2 separate regions of the Mus musculus genome follow, and region 2 is linked to region 1. Evidence: chromatin contacts called from public HiChIP or PLAC-seq data. All regions are on one chromosome and are shown on one strand. Each heading gives the region's core, a stretch centred on a gene start, on an enhancer-like site or on the middle of the called end of the contact. The rest is flanking DNA. Distances are from core to core; before and after follow the strand shown. Region 1 holds the start of Krr1 (KRR1, small subunit (SSU) processome component, homolog (yeast)). Region 2 has its middle 21 kb from the start of Glipr1l3.

The links. HiChIP or PLAC-seq counts read pairs in DNA pulled down with a chosen protein or histone mark.
Region 2: a contact with region 1 is called in an H3K4me3 HiChIP or PLAC-seq map of bone marrow-derived macrophages, with 3 times the contacts expected there. The contact joins the enhancer-like site here to the promoter of Krr1 in region 1. A contact is called at or near these places in 2 of 39 promoter capture datasets (3T3-L1-derived adipocytes and neutrophils), 1 of 15 datasets of contacts at CTCF or cohesin (the NIH/3T3 cell line), 4 of 484 Hi-C or Micro-C datasets (bone marrow-derived macrophages, erythroblasts, myeloid progenitors and 1 more), 5 of 115 datasets of contacts at active chromatin or transcription factors (bone marrow-derived macrophages, large pre-B cells, microglia and 1 more) and 2 of 9 other capture datasets (adipose tissue and liver).

Annotation. Positions count from the first base shown.
Region 1 is chr10:111,969,025-111,973,983 of GRCm38.p6, reverse strand. Krr1 (KRR1, small subunit (SSU) processome component, homolog (yeast)) reads right to left here and starts at 1,289. Exons shown (of 10, transcript NM_178610.4): 1 at 1,110-1,289. The coding sequence starts at 1,191.
Region 2 is chr10:112,136,274-112,141,487 of GRCm38.p6, reverse strand. No RefSeq gene overlaps it. Among named protein-coding and RNA genes, the nearest start is that of Glipr1l3, 21 kb to the left of the region's middle. Within about 2 kb of position 2,702, at least 84 of the 459 cell types and tissues checked have an H3K27ac peak or open chromatin away from gene starts, as enhancers often do. A contact at or near this core is called in adipose tissue, bone marrow-derived macrophages, erythroblasts and 1 more, where this site is marked.

The DNA.
Region 1 (4,959 bases), core at 40-2,539:
GAACGTAAACAAACCTTTCCTAAAACAGAAAAAAACCTGGCACAGCTCCTTCCGGTAGCATTAGCATAACTTGAAGATACCCTGCAATTGAGTTTCCAATCCTAAATTCCTACAGAGACCCTGAGGCATTACCAGAAGACATGCACAAAGGTGCTTACAAGAGCAAGCTGAAGGCAGAGCTCAAATGTCCGCCAACGACGGAATTTAAATATTACACAGCATCGTAAAGAATCAGAAGCTAAAGACACAGACAACATACATAGAGTACACAGCTCCATTCATTCTCCTATGATTCAAAAGGAGACAAAAATCGAAGCGTTTTGTTAAAAATCATAATAGCTGTAGATAGGTGACAGAAAGCTCGAACGAATTACTCCGGGTACCAGAAAGGAAGCTATATAGCATCTGTGATTGGCACATGGATAACTTGAGGAAGATGGTCTACTCATCCTGTCAATTCCTCAAGCGTTGGTTTGAAGCTTTTACCGGTGTCTATAGTCCCTGCCGTATTTTACGTACTTAGTTTTTAAAAGAAAAAAATTTTTCTTTTTAAATTGAAGGTAGGTAAAAACCAAACTCTCATCAAAACGGAAAGAAGCAATCAAACTAGAGCAGCCAAAAATCAAACTAGGGGTTAGAGCTAAAGACTGAGAGCTGTGTCATTTAGCAACTTAATAATCAGATAAAAGTTCTGACAAAACTTCCCATTGAGCTCCGTCCCCACCTTTCCCCGTCCGCCTCCCTCATCACCATCGGCGCTCGCAGGACACGAAGATTCTCCCACCTGATCCTGATCCGCATCCTCTCAACCTCCCCTCCCCAAAGCTCAAGGCAGAACTGCCGCGCCTTCCACAATCTCTGAGTCCTCACACTTTTACCGGGGACAGAAGGCGCATCGGGTACACTTGCCAGGGACGGTCGCTGGCAAAAACACTGCGTTAGCTGCACGTGGCCGGCGCAGCCATCAACACCCGCAACCCTCGGCTACCCCGGCTACCGCAGGCACTGCACAGCCTAAAAGAGGCTCAACCCAAGTGCGCGGCCAAAGAAAGAGACAAAGATGCTTCGAGATCCGCCAGCTCCGGGCTTCGGGTCTCGCACTGCCTCACCTTGGGTCTCACGCTTCTGTTTCTGCGGCTGAGAGTCACGTTTTTGAGCTTCTTTGGCAGGCGCCTCCGCAGAAGTTGCCATCGCAAAACTGCTTCCGGCGGCCCCGGAAGTGGAACTGTTCTTTAAGATCCCGCCGGCTACAATGTGTAAAAGGCAAAACGAGTTCCGGATAATCCCTATGAGACCTGCGTGGTCTCTGCTCTGACGAACAGGAAGCCGATGGGGCGGGGACGGGGGGGAGCGTGACACTTCCTTCCCAGGATGCATTGCAACCTCGGTGTTGCACGCTGGGAATGGTAGTTTTCTTGTATCAAGCTCTAAATTGTAGCTACTTGTATAGCCCTGTGGGAACTTCTTTTTTGAGAGGGGAAGGGAAGGAAAGGGAGAGAAAGGGAGCGAAGGAGAGGAGAGAGAAGAGAGGTGGGTGAGGGTGAGGGAGAGAAGGGAGGGGAAATTATTAAAATTCTTATTTGAGGGGGATTAGAAATCTAATGAAAATGGCGAATTGTATCAAAAATCTACCCAAACTTTGCTACCACTCTTTAGCCCATTTGAAAACCTACCATGAGTTTTGCATTTTAAATCTCTCAACTTCCAGATTGGTTTTAAAAGACTTTTCTGTTCTATTTTTATTTATTTGTTTGCTTGCTTGTTTTGTTTATTTTGGGTTTATGAATCGAGGCCACTGTGTATCCTTCACTAGCCTGGAACATGCTATGTAGACCTGGCTGGCCTCAACGTCATAGTGATCTTCCTGCTTATGACTCCAGAATCTGGGATTAAAGGTGTGTACCACCACACCGGTCTTCAGCATTCAAATGTTTGGGGTTTTTTGGTGGGGGCTGGAGGGAGCTATTACCAAAACTTTATTGTTTATTATTCTTACATCATAGCTTTAAAAGGCTTAGAATATAGTCAGTAAAAACAGCAAAAAAATATTAGCACAAAAATATATTCACTAAATTAGATGCTAAGATGTGAAGAGATGTAACCAGGGTCTGAAAACACACTAGGACCTCTCCTTCTGGACCATGCTCTCCCCAACCTCCAGGAAATATTTAATAAGCACATGGGTCAATAAGCCAGATAAAGGAAAGAGGAGTACCCGCATATGCCTAGTAAAACTGAGAACAATACTTCAGGTGCTTAGATCGGTGGTTTTCAACCTGTGGATTGTGACTCCTTAGAGGGTCAAACTACCTTTCACAGGGGTCGTCTAAGACCATCAGAACGCACATGTATATAGACATTATAATTCATAACAGTAGCAAAGTTGGACGTAATAACGAAATGATTTTGTGGTTCAGGGATCACAGAAACATGCAGAACTATACTGAAGAGTTGCAGCATTAGGAAGGTTGGTAACCACTGGATTCGACTATGTTTTGAACAAATTTTAAGGGAAATTCTCTGTATGCAAACTGATGCCTCATAATGGTGCACCCATTCCAGTCTCTTTGAGAATCAAATGTAGTTAGTATTATGTTTGAATGGTTATGAGCTTCGAGCTTCTTTCAAAGAGTGCTTTTCACACATGGGTGTGTGGGTCTGGGTTCCTTTCACTGGAAAGAGGCTGTTGGCCTCACTTCAACTTCTTCCAAGCCCTTGTTATTTTTTTTAAGTTGACAGCATAATAGTATTTCAATAAATACTAAAAAGTCTTCTAAAATCAAGATGAGAAGATGGGAAATTCAACACAACTATCAGGTTGGGGGGCACCCACATGTTCTGAATAAATTTCATCTAGATTTTAATGAGTCTGTTACTCATTGATCATAAAGTATTTAAATCAATAATTTAAAAGGGAAGAGGCTATGGGACTTTATTGTAATTTGTTGTGCTGTGTTCGGTTGATATCCCTGGGAGGCTTTTCATTTGTTTGTTTTAAGAGAAACAGAGGAGGAGTGGATCTGGGGAAGAAGAGAGAGGGGACTAGGAGGGGTGGAGGTAGGGGAAACTGGTTGGAATATAATGTATGTAAAGAATGAAAATAAAAGGTAAAATGCTCTGCTGACTACAGTAGTCAACAGTCCCAGTACTTGACAGGTTGAGGCAGGAGGAGTGCCTCAAATCTGAGGCCAACCTGATCTACATAATGACCTTCAGCTCAGCCTGTTTCAAAAACACCAAACAAGCACTCATAGGAAGCCAATGTCTTAAGAAATCACTTAACAAAATTAAAGGATATAAAATCTGAGAAAATATTTGCAACACACTGATTTGACTAGTACTACTGGTTTGAAAAGGAAAACAGGCCGGGCAGTGGTGGCGCATGCCTTAAATCCCAGCACTTGAGAGGCAGAGGCAAGCGGATTTCTGAGTTCAAGGCCAGCCTGGTTTACACAGTGAGTTCCAGAACAGCCAGGGATATACATAGAAACCATGTCTCAAAAAAAAAAAAAAAGAAAGAAAGAAAAGAGAGAGAGAGAGGGAGGGAGGGAAGAAGGAAGGAAGGAAGGAAGGAAGGAAGGAAGGAAGGAAGGAAGGAAGGAAGGAAAGGGAAAACAGTATAGACCAACAGAAAAATTATTAATGGGCAACTTAACTGGGCCAAAGTGCCCATATATTTAGTCATATACTATTCTACATGTTTCTATAAGTGTATCTTTGGATGAAGTTTACATTTATAGCAGTGTGTAGGGCTCACACAAGTTGAAGATTGAACAGAAAAAGAAAACCAACTACTCTCCAGCAAGAACAGATTCTGCAGCAATAAACCCTCAAGTGTGAATTCCATGTGGCTTTCCCAGGATCAGCCGCCATCTTACCATAACCATTATTAGGTGAGTGGCTTTTTCATGTATGATTCTTAGCCTCACTCCTGCTACAAAGTGTTCAGACTTCACAATAAAAAAAAAAATCACTTCTTGCCTACCAGATTAGCAAGAAGAGAGAAGACAGAGAGAATTAATTCTGGTAGAAGAGACTATTTACAAACACTTCCAGTGGAAATGTACACAATTGCTGGCATTTTGCAAAACAATCTAGCAGTATAAAGCAAGCGTTCACATCTGTCCCATTAATCTCCCAGGGAAAGTACAAAGAGAAGCAAGTACATAAAAGGAAGAAATTGTATTCAATTATCGGCCCAGTTTACCGAGTACTTGGGAAAGGCCCAAGAATTTGCACGCCCATAGACAAATAACTATTTAAATTAAAATCTCAGTAGCTGCAAGATGAGAAACACTGGTCTGTATCTCTATGGTTTGGGATTTGTAGGATTCCAAAATGAAGGGCTAGCAAATGCCTTAATCTCAACCAAGCATGCCATGCAGAGTCAGTTTCTGTCAGTGTAGGAAGAACCTATATCAAAAGCACATTGCCAGATAGCTGTTCTTTACTCTGCTGGTCTTCTTTTCAAAAGTCTCTTATTTACTCTTTGACAATTCATGTTCAATAGATCCAACCCCCAACTGTAGGTTTCAATTTTTCAAAACCTACTTTTAATATGGGTTCTCAAGTGCTTCAATCCCCTCCGTGGCCCACCATCCAAAGGTAAGGAGGAAAAGATAGTAAATAAGACAAGGGAATGTGGACCTGTTTTGAAGTAGTTCTTTGGGGAGATTACAATCTCCCTTTGTCAGGATACCAGCAGTCCAGCCACTTCAGTAGGGTAAAGATTCCAAAAAGGAATCAGTAAATCAGTAGCTGTGGCATGATCCAGCAGAAACCACCAGGCCTCCACTGAATCAGCACGAGTCAGTGGGGAGCAACCAGAACCAGCTGGAATGACTTGAGAAGTTCTCTGCCATGCCAGATAGTAAATATCAGTGAAGATGTGAGACCAAGGGAGATGCAGAGATAGTTATGCAAGAGAGCTGTAGATGTCCATTGAGTCCTATTTATACT
Region 2 (5,214 bases), core at 1,453-3,952, 170 kb before region 1:
ATCTCATGGATAGCTTTTAAGGGAACAGTTGCCTGTGTTCAGACATCTCAAGGATAACTTCTCCATCCTTCTGGCAGGGTCAAACTAAGTTCATGTTCCCAGGTTCAGGAACCTACTCTTAACCTGATTGGTGAAAAATTCATTGTTCAACCCCTTATGCCAAGATATGATTAAACAACACTACAGTCCACCCTGCGTTCCCCTCCCCTTATGACCTCACCATCCATATAAGCTGTGCAATTTCTTTTTAGCTTCCAAGTCTGCTCTGTGTCCCTGATCAATCCGTAGCAGCTTGGTTACAGTAAATTTTTGTCATCTGCATTGACCTGGTGTTTTGGATTTAAGAGGACTTTCCTCATGACATCAGATAATATATGTGCTATATATAATATTATGCTTTTTCAATATACATGTAACATATATACCGTATATATTTATTTAGTATATTATATGTAAAAATACAAATGTATGTAATAAATAATATTATATATACATATATATTAGTATAGAATTTAGAAAGCAGTGGAAAGTCAATTTCTTGCTTTTATTTTTAAGGGTGTTTGCATACACACACACACACGCACGCACGCACGCGTGTGTGTGTGTGTGTGTGTGTCTACATGCAAATGGGGAACCAAAACCAAAGTTCAGACCCTAATCACCCATCAGTGATGGGACAGGTATGACTGTCCACCCAATCTCATCATTTGGGAAGTAGAGGCAAAAGATTTCTGGAGCAGACTGGCTAATTAGACTTTAATCAGCAAGTTATGAACTCAATTAAAAGATCCTGTCTCAACATAGAACGTGGGGAGCAATCCAGAAAGACACCCCATGGAGTCAAACCATATTGTACAAGATGTACCTCACATGTATATCCTTACACACATAAACACACACACATACACACATGTGCACACACACATAAACATGCATGCACACACACACGTGCACATACATGTGTGCTCCCACACACTTGCATGACCATATGCCCACCCCAAATACAGGAAGAAAGGAAAGTAGGAAAGACTGAGTAAAAAAGTCTAAAAGTTAAAGTATACTCTCACTAAGACCAATGCAGAAAACAAAAATCATACATTTGTGTGTTGTTAGCTTTATTCCTTATTTGTTCTCATTAAATGTACAGAAAACTATATTTTAAATTTGCATTTGTTTCATAACATTTTAAATAGCTAAATTAAACTCACACAAAAAGAAAGAGAAAGTCTGAATAAACATATGATTGTTAAATAAATTGATGAAATGATCAATTAATTTCCTAAGCAGAAATCGTTGGGCACAGATAAATTCACTAGTAAAATTTGACAAACATTTAAGAGTACTATTATACACAGGCAGGAGCAGGCGAATCTTGGACTTTTCATCCAGCATGGGCTCCACAGAGTGAGCTCCAGTACAGCAGGGGGTGGGGAAGATACCATACAATGGGAGAAACCAAAACAAACAAAAAGGAAACTATTGCAACAGTGTTCTGCAATCATTTGTAGAAGACAAAAGCAGAAGTGCTTCTTAACTCTATTTGGCAATGAACTTTTGCACACAACAACAACAAAAGCAGGAAATATTTTTAAAAAACATACCTGATCCATGACTGTTATGCAAAATATATAAATTACCCCTCAAACTCAAGAATAAATGTTAAAGTCTGTGAGGGTGCTCCCCAACTCCTGCCTCAGAAATTGTGTTTTAATGCAATTGTTTTTCAAACTTTAAGAATCAATATAATCTTATCAAAGATCCTTGGATGTGAATTAGTAAAAAGTGAGGCTCTTGGGGTAATTCAAATATAAGATCAGACCCTATTTTATTTTATTTTCCACTGTAAATGTTTTCACAATGATTCTTCCAAAAATAAACAAACAAAAAACTCAATTAAGATTTGTTTGTTTTTTTTCTTTTCTTCCAGTTTTCCAGAGTTCTGGGGTTTTTGTTTTTGTTTTTTTTGTTTTTGTTTTGTTTTTGTTTGTTTGTTTTGTTTTTGTTTTTGTTTTTTTGCCTGCATTGAATTTTCACTAGTTATATACCTAGTTGGCTATTACCAGGATCAGAAGGCGTTAAGTCTGGGAGATTTAATGTAATCTATAATTTCTAAAGCCAGGGGCAGCAGGACTCTTAATTCTTGGTCAGAGGAATCAGACCTGAGATATATCTGGCCTTGGGAAAACATGTGAATCCAATTAATTAGCTCATTAATTGGAGATTTCATGATTTCCATTAAAAAATGATTGCAAAAATCTAGCAAGTAAGAAACCCTTTCCTTATTAGTCTGGTTAGCAATTCTAATTCATCTTACAAAATACATGAGACCTCCATTCCTAGAGATATGTCTTTTCTGTCTTGAGGATTAGTTCCTTCACAAAAAGTTCTGAAGTAAGACTTTAAAGATATAACGATTTTTAAAAATTGAAATACAGCAGTTACTATTGACAACAACAGTGGCACATTCAGTGAATACCAGCAACATGTTAGTGTTGTGTTTTTATGTCTTCACTTGTCCTGAGATATTGTTCCCGCCCGCAGGAACTCACACGGGGCACAAGATCCTTCCGTAGCTAATCTTTATTACATGTTGATGAGAAAGACAAAGAAGGCTCAGAAACGTGTTGCTTAAATACCCCCTGGTGTGACGTGTCTATAACCGACTGGCAGCTTCACCCACGATCTCCTATGCCCCTGGATGGGCTAGTGACTTGGCAGGCTTTTGCTCCTTGCACATGCGCACATACCCCTTTCTTTGTTTAGGTGGCATAAGGCACTGCAGAGACAGCGCCATCTTATGATGGTAAATGTTATTGCGGCTCTCCAATTTCACTAGCTTGGATATTTTCAATCATTTGGTAAATTAACTATGAAATGAGATTTTGTTTTCCTGTTAAATTTATAAAATTCTAATACACTTAAATTTTTGTTTTTTTACTGTGTATGTATACACATATGCACAGGCACATACATATTCACAAGTGCAAGCCATGACAAGCATGTAGATATCAGAAGACAACTTTCAGAGTCAATTCTCTTCTGACCTGTGGACTCTGGGGATGTAACTTAAGTGGACAGGTGCCTTCAACAGCAGAGCAATCGCTTAGAACCTGATGCTACTTTGTGAAATGCTCCTTCAATTGGCAATTTGTTTCTTGTTCACTTTCTCTATCTTGTGTAGTCAGTATTTCCTCAGTGTTGGGGTTCAGGAATCGGCACACAAACCATATGAACAGTGATCTCATGCAAAAATAATTCAATGCACACCCTAGTACTGGTCAAAACAGGGATATAGCTTAGAATTATCTGAACTATGACAGTGGATATCATTTTCTGTCTGCTTATAAAGGAAAAACTTCAATGAGCTTGTACACAGGTGCAGTAAGTGCTGCCAAGAGGTCAGCCCTGACTCAAGATATTTTAGACATAACAGTTAATATTTATCTTTGATTCAGTGGGTCCTGCATAAAGTTTTGTGGGATTTCTTAAGATTAGAAAACCTCATACAGGACATTCAGAAGAGACAGAACAAAACAGGGTATGTGGTCAGCATGTCCTTTCTCTGAGTCAAGTCACTTCTCTGTGTCAATGACTGGTAGGCCTGTTACAGCAACAATATGAAATAGCAGGCAGGCATGGAACAAAATGGCTACAGCTATTCTTGGGGGGTGGGGGTGCATCAGACCATAATGCTCATATAGTCCTATTTACCGAAGATATGTTTTTCTAGCCAGCATTTTTTATTTCCTTCTCCTTGTTATTCTTCCACCAAATCTGAATTATCCTTCCTCTTAAAATTGAATGAGCACAGTGGTTTCTGGCACAAACTTTGTGAGATTTTATTTGGGATCTCTGAAATGCATGTTTCAATAAAAAAGAAGAATAGAAAACATCAGAGTACACATCATATAATTTAAAATTTGAAAAGGATAGACTTAAAGTTTAGCTTAGGGCTCTACCCTGCATTTACTTGTTTTCTTTCTAAATTAAAGTTGATATGAGTTTTCTCTCAGTCATTGCTTTCCTTTTTTCCCTCTTCCCTTCCCTCTTTCCAGTGCTTTCCTTTCTGCCCCTCACCAGGAAAGAGGAAAAGAGGAGAGAGTAAGACGGGAGGTAAGAGGGAAGATTAGAACTGTAAGAAGTGGTGGCAGAGCAGGTGGGAGAGTGGAGAGTCAGGTATGAAAGACCAGAGTATCTACAGATGCCTTCTCTCATTGGGTGGGTTGTTTGTCTATTGATAGTAGAAGTCTTAAACTTGAGGTTCTAAAGATGGCTCAATGGTTAAGAGCACTGCTGCTCTTGCAGAGGACCTGGCTTCAATTCCCAGCCCTGACAAACTTCTGTAACTCATGTTCCAAGGGCCTGTAACATCATCTTGTGGCTTCTTTGAGCATCAATCATGCAGATGGTCCATATATGTGCAAACACACATGCATGTCAAAAACACATTTCTAAAAAAGTTTTAAGAAACTTCAATGAAATTTTCTCCTTTTCCTTCATTCATATGCTTTTGGTACTATATTAGAGAAACAGTAGCCAAATCTAATTTATGAAGTTCATTGTCTACTTTTTCTGGGAAAAAAATCATAATTTTAGGTCTTACAATTACATCTTTGATAAATTTATGATTAGTTTTTATGTGGTATAAGATAAAGCTCTAATTTTATTCTTTTGTGTGTTTTTGTAAGGCATGTTAGAAAGTATTGTTGTTTGTCATTTTAATGGTCTTGGCAGTATGTGTAGAAACCACTTTCCTGTGTGTGTAGGAATTTATTTCTAAGCTCTTTCAGGCTTCCAAGCTTTTGAGTTTGTATTCTTTCAGGACTTTATTATTATTATGATTCTATTCAATGTCCCTTAAGGGTCTGAATTGCTTTTGATGGGGGTCACACTACTTTACAGAATACTTTGTGTAGTGAGGCATCTTAATATTAAGTCTCCCAGGCCCTGGCCATTGACATCAGCTTTTTAATTAGTGTCTTCTTTGATTTCCTTCAACAACATTCTGCGGTTTTAAAAGCAGTAGATAAGGTTATTATCTTTTAATGTTATCATGGTAGAATTATTTGCCTAAGTTTTGTTTAGATTGTTCATTGTGAATGTACAGAAACGTATGTACTTATGTATGTTAATTTTGAGGCCTCCTGTTTTACTCAAATCATTTCTAAGTTTCCCTCCACTTAAAATATGTCCTTTAGTGGTTTGCTCTTTCAG